Linked DNA regions of Gossypium hirsutum: region 1 is linked to region 2. A link is a contact called in public Hi-C data. All regions are on one chromosome and are shown on one strand. Each heading gives the region's core, a stretch centred on a gene start, on an enhancer-like site or on the middle of the called end of the contact. The rest is flanking DNA. Distances are from core to core; before and after follow the strand shown. Region 1 holds the start of LOC107893790 (30S ribosomal protein S31, mitochondrial). Region 2 holds the start of LOC107903712 (auxin-induced protein 6B).

Region 1 (2,764 bases), core at 53-2,552, 470 kb before region 2:
ATCATGCGCTAATGCAGGTTTTGAAGTGTTTTTTACTTGACATTCTACAGAGATTAAAGGAGAATTGAGTCACTTGAACCTTGAGCTCTGAGGCAGATGCTTTGTTCCTTAGCTCACATGTAACTTTGGGAAACACAGGCAACAAAGTAATGCAGGGGTTTGCAAATGTTGATTTTTAGCAAAAGGTAAATGATCTCTCCTCTCTTATTCTAAATCAGATTAACTATGAAACAATTTTTTTTTTTAAAAAAAACCTATATCCAGTATAGCTATTATGAAATATGACATACCTTCCAAAAATTTGGATCCGAGATATATCTTCAAAGGTTCATTATTTGACTGTTTAGGGTCTGCACTAGAATTTCAGTACTCTGGGCAGCAACCTCATTTGATGGGTGATCTATCTATGAGGCCTATGGAAACCGGAATTGCCTCTCCTAACCTAAACGTTTTCTGAGGCCATGCTTTATGTTGCAGCAGATGAAAACCAAGCCCTTGAATTAAACCAGGGACATGCATTCAAGTAAACATCCGTAAAACTGGTTCTTCCTAAAACCATAAATCATTTACCATGAAGAACCATCATCTCACTCCTAAATTCCCAATTTTCAACTCATGAATGGTATCTTACTCAAGACCACTCTAACTCCTAATTCAGCTTATCTGAAAAAGACTCACAGTTTCCTAGGGGCTCTGCTTCCTCAACTATTAATAATTGCTGCATATAATAATTAGGGTTTTCTCTGGCTCTTATGCAACAACCATTCAAAACACTTAAAATTGTTTCTAGAACTTAAACCAACAAATATAAAAGCAAAGCTACTAATAACAAAAACCCTGAAAATTGTACAAAAGTTTTTGCTTTATTATTACAGCTATTACAAAAGAGAAAAAAAAGCATAGTTTTTGAAAAATAATCAGATGAGCTTGAAGGGGAGAGGCCAAGGGGTAGACCTGGGAACTTCGACCTTGTCTTTGATACGTTCTATCTTCTTCTCTTTCTTGGGTCTGGCGTTCCCGTACGATCCTTTGAATCTCTTCCCTTTCTTCGTCTTCTTGTCACCTCTGCCGCAAAGGGTCGGTGCCGGCGGCGACGCCATTACTCCAATCGGCGAAGCCCATGATAGAGCAGGCCACTGCTTCATCACCACTCTCGTTGCTACGGTGCCGCACCACTGAATTATCGCCATTTCCACGGCTATCTATCAGTAACGGAGGCAGACAATAGAAGCCTAGAAATAGAATCATTAGGCTTTATATTTTATTTTGGGCTACTTATTAACCAACCCTCTTTTCTATTTGGACCCATTTTACATTGCTTTCATTTAATCCACTTTTTTGTAACCTCTATTTTACTTTTTTTTAATTTTCAAAAATAAAATAAAATAAAAAACTTTGTTTTAACTAAGTCCTTTTCATAAATATTTTTAAAAAAGAATAATGTCTTTTAAGTAAAATTTGATATTCAAGTACTTATATATATACTATTTTTTTATCTATGTAAAGCACGAAATTTTTGTATTTAATAATTAAAATTTATTAAATTAGTTCATTTAAGTTTTTAATATTTTTAATATTTTAAAAATAAAAATATTAGTATCACATTTAAAAATATTATAACTGATATTAGAATCAATTAAAAATAATAATATTTGATAAATGAAATATCTTTAATTTAAAAATTAAAATTAATCTAAGAAAGTAAAGTTCCCATTTTTAAAACAAAAATATTAATTTTTCTTTTTTTCTTAATGAAAGCTATAAGAAAAAAAAGTTTAACTTTCATTTAGAAAGTTGATAAGGCGCTATTTATAGAGTTATTTTTAGGTAATTAAAATTTAAAGATAATTAGTTAATTGAGTCTTAGTTTAATTAGTATGAGCATTGTTGCTAATGCAATAGAATATGGGTTCGAGTGTGATAAAGCGCATTATTTTCCTATTTATGGGTCGTAGAGGGGCATGGGTAGTTCTAGGTATTGTGTAAAAAAGAACAAATATGATCAAAACTTATAACGAGATTGTTTAAAAAAAATTAAAAGTAATTATGAATTATAATTGTTAGCTCGATTGATCACTAGAATAGAATTGTAATCAGTAATTCAATCGTTTCATTGAATGGAATGGAATTGAGTTGTAATAGTATTCTTGTGTTTGGTTGAATGGAATAAATGTTGTAATAGCATAGGGAAAAAGGCTTAAATGACCAAAGTACTATTAGCAGAATTTTTTTTAGGTAGATAATTATTGTTATTGTTATTAAATTTTAACAGGATTATTATTAAATATAATTTAATAAAAATAATAATAATTTTAATCATATTTTAATATAATTATTATTAAAATATGAATTAATAAAAATCATAACATAATCTCATTAGATTAGACCTAATTATGGGTCGGGCCACTCGAGGCCTGAAGGCCCACCCAAAATGTGGGAGGGTTTGAGCAAAAATATAGGCCCAAAAAATGGGCTTGGATAAAAAATAAGGCCCGTTTAAAAAACGACCGAGACTCGGGTAAGGTATTTTTTGCCTCGGCCCAGCCTGGCCCGAATTCACTAAAAGACAAAAAAATATGCTCTTTTTTTTAATGTTATTTTCTTGTTATTTTCTCCCTATTTTGCTACCATTTTACTGTTATGTTGTTAATATTTTATTGTTATTGTTTAGATATTGTATAAAATTTATTTTATTATTTATTTTGTTATTATTTTAAAAGAATTTGTTAATTTTGTTATTATTTTAGAGGCATTTGCTTGTTAA
Region 2 (2,700 bases), core at 156-2,655:
GCTCATAATTCATATAAATATCATCTTGTAGCTAGCACAGGCAACCAGTTATGATTTAATTAATTAACTCTATATATATTGTTAGTGGAAAATAATGTAGTTGCATGGAGGAGGTTAGTAGTAGGATTTTGACATGATACAAGGTTTTTGTATTTTAAAGACACACAGAATCTAATCCAATCATATCATTATAACTATCAACCAAATGTCAAAAAGGGTTACAATACTTAAAATAAAAAATAAAAAAATCTCATATTAGTTCACTTTTTAAAAAGTTCTCTGCTTTTTTTTTATTAAATATCAAGTATTTATTTATTTTGTTTCATCTTCCCTTTAAACTTGTTTTTTTTATATTAATAACTTATTTAAGGCTAAGTTAAAAATTAAAAGTTTGTTTTATTTATATAAAAGTAATTAGAATATTTTTTTTCACTTTATTTATTCCTTGTATATTTTTCTCTACTTCTCATGCAATTTTTATTAAAATTAATATAAAAAAATATGTACAATAAAAAACTCGGGATCATGAGCAAAATTAGGAAAGTCTCTTTTTACATTTTTAATTATATACTCCTACTAATATATTTTTCTTTCTTTTATTAATTTAGCTCATATTTTTTTTATAAACTACCAAGTTTATTAAATTATTAATGAGTTTATATTTTGGTCACTTAACTTCAAAAAGCTAAAATTGATTACTGAAATTTTCAAAAGTTTTGGTTTAAGTCATTAAATTATTTGGAAGATTTTATTCAAGTCACCGGATTATTAAGTATTTTTCTTTTTAAAAGTCTAACTAGTAAGTTTCAAGCGATAGTTCCACAATCGATACGGTGGATCAATACGCTCGACAAGTATAATAACATACATTAACTCTAAGTTAATTTGACAGTCAATGTTGAAAATTAGAGAAGAAAACTGTTTGAATTTTGCTTCACAAATTAGCAACATTAAAAATTGTTTCATGAAAAAAAATTAAACTATAAAAGAGAAAGGGAATGAGATGTTTCGATTGGTGTAGACAATGTGATAAAAAAAAAGTCATATAACAACAATTTTAATAGCCTAACAACTTAAATGATCAAAATATAAATTTACCTTAAATTTAATTTATCAATTTCTTTTCAATTCAATTGAAGTCCACACAAACGCTATGAAGATTAATAATTATTTCTCAATTAAATTTTAAATCAGAAATTTAAATAATAATATAAATAGATAATGCACCACTATCAAGAAACTAACTAAACACTAAAGAAATTATGCTTTAATGAATTAAAAAATGGATTAAAGCTAGCTAAAGTCCCATTACCTTACTGTGGATCACATGGCCATGATACCCATGGAAACAGCAGACACAATCTCGTAATTATCTCAAAGTCCAAGGGCAATATCTCTTATCCTTGACCTTATAATACCTCCCTCCGCCCTAAACTTTTAACTCACAAGTAAATTTTATTTTTTCTCACGCCACCGAAGACTTCCTTCTTCTACTGCACTTTTTTTCTTTCTCTCACTTTCTCGGAAAGTATTCTCTTTTCCTTTTAACGTTCCTTGCTCATTTTCTGTCACTTCCTTGGGAAAAGAATGTATCACGGAATGGGAAAATGCCAGAAAATTCGTCAGATAGTTCGGATCCGACAAATGCTGAAGCAGTGGCGAAGGAATGCCCGGATAACGGCCAACAACAACAATAACGGACACGCGCCGTCAGATGTTCCTGCTGGACACGTGGCGGTCTGCGTGGGCACCAGTCTCAGGAGATTTATCGTACGCGCGACGTACCTTAACCACCCCATGTTCAGAAAACTCCTGGTACAAACTGAAGAGGAGTACGGTTTCAACAACGTTGGACCGTTAACCATCCCATGCGACGAGTCGTTGTTCGAGGAGATTCTCCGAGCCGTATCCCGATCCGACTCGGGCCGGTTCTCCACATTCGAGGTTCTTCAGAGATGCTGCCAAGTCGGCATGAAGAATAAACTCGGGGGTTTAGGCGAATCTCGACCGTTGCTTCATGGGGTCGCCGATAAATCAGTGTACTAAAAGCTAATGCAAGCATATAATAAAAACGACAGATCCTCCTTGGTTGACTCAACCAGAGTTGGAAGCGCTAACAGTTTTACTGAGTTGATTAGGTTTCATTATGATTTATTAGAGTGATTAGTGGGTAATTTTGAAGTTCTTTTCCTTACAATGATTATGAAGGAGATGGCAAAGAGGGATTGTTTTTACCGAGTCATCCCGAGTGGAAAAGAGTGACGAAGCTTAAGCATAATTTATTTATTATTTCCATATTGTAAATCCAATGACTTTGAGTTATTATTTTTTGAAATTTTAGAGATATTATATATAATTTGTTTTTTTTTAATTTTTATTTTTTTGTGAGAGAATATAATATAAATTGTAATTTATATGAGCATTGCAATTTTTTTTAAAATTTTTTTTATAGTTTCACTTATATAAAGCTACAAGGTATACATTATAATTGCAAATGATGGGTTGAACCTTTTAGCATTGCAATTTTAGATACCCACAATGCAATTATCATTAAAAGAGGTTAAGAGAATAATACTTTAAAATGGAACCACAATGCTTAAGAATAAATAATTTTTGATTCAATTAAAATAAATTTATAATTAGTAAGAATATACAAAATTTATCAAACTTGCCTGGTGAAAATTTCAAAATTAAATGGTT

The links. A called contact is a pair of places that touch in the nucleus more often than the background predicts.
Region 1: a contact with region 2 is called in a Hi-C map of leaf, with 2.5 times the contacts expected there. The contact joins the promoter of LOC107893790 here to the promoter of LOC107903712 in region 2. A contact is called at or near these places in 7 of 34 Hi-C or Micro-C datasets (callus and leaf).

What each region holds. Positions count from the first base shown.
Region 1 is chrA13:43,931,649-43,934,412 of Gossypium_hirsutum_v2.1, reverse strand. It overlaps LOC107893790 (30S ribosomal protein S31, mitochondrial), which reads right to left and starts at 1,302. Exons shown (of 1, transcript XM_016818885.2): 1 at 845-1,302. The coding sequence starts at 1,190. The coding sequence ends at 918.
Region 2 is chrA13:43,461,973-43,464,672 of Gossypium_hirsutum_v2.1, reverse strand. It overlaps LOC107903712 (auxin-induced protein 6B), which reads left to right and starts at 1,405. Exons shown (of 1, transcript XM_016829857.2): 1 at 1,405-2,349. The coding sequence starts at 1,588. The coding sequence ends at 2,046.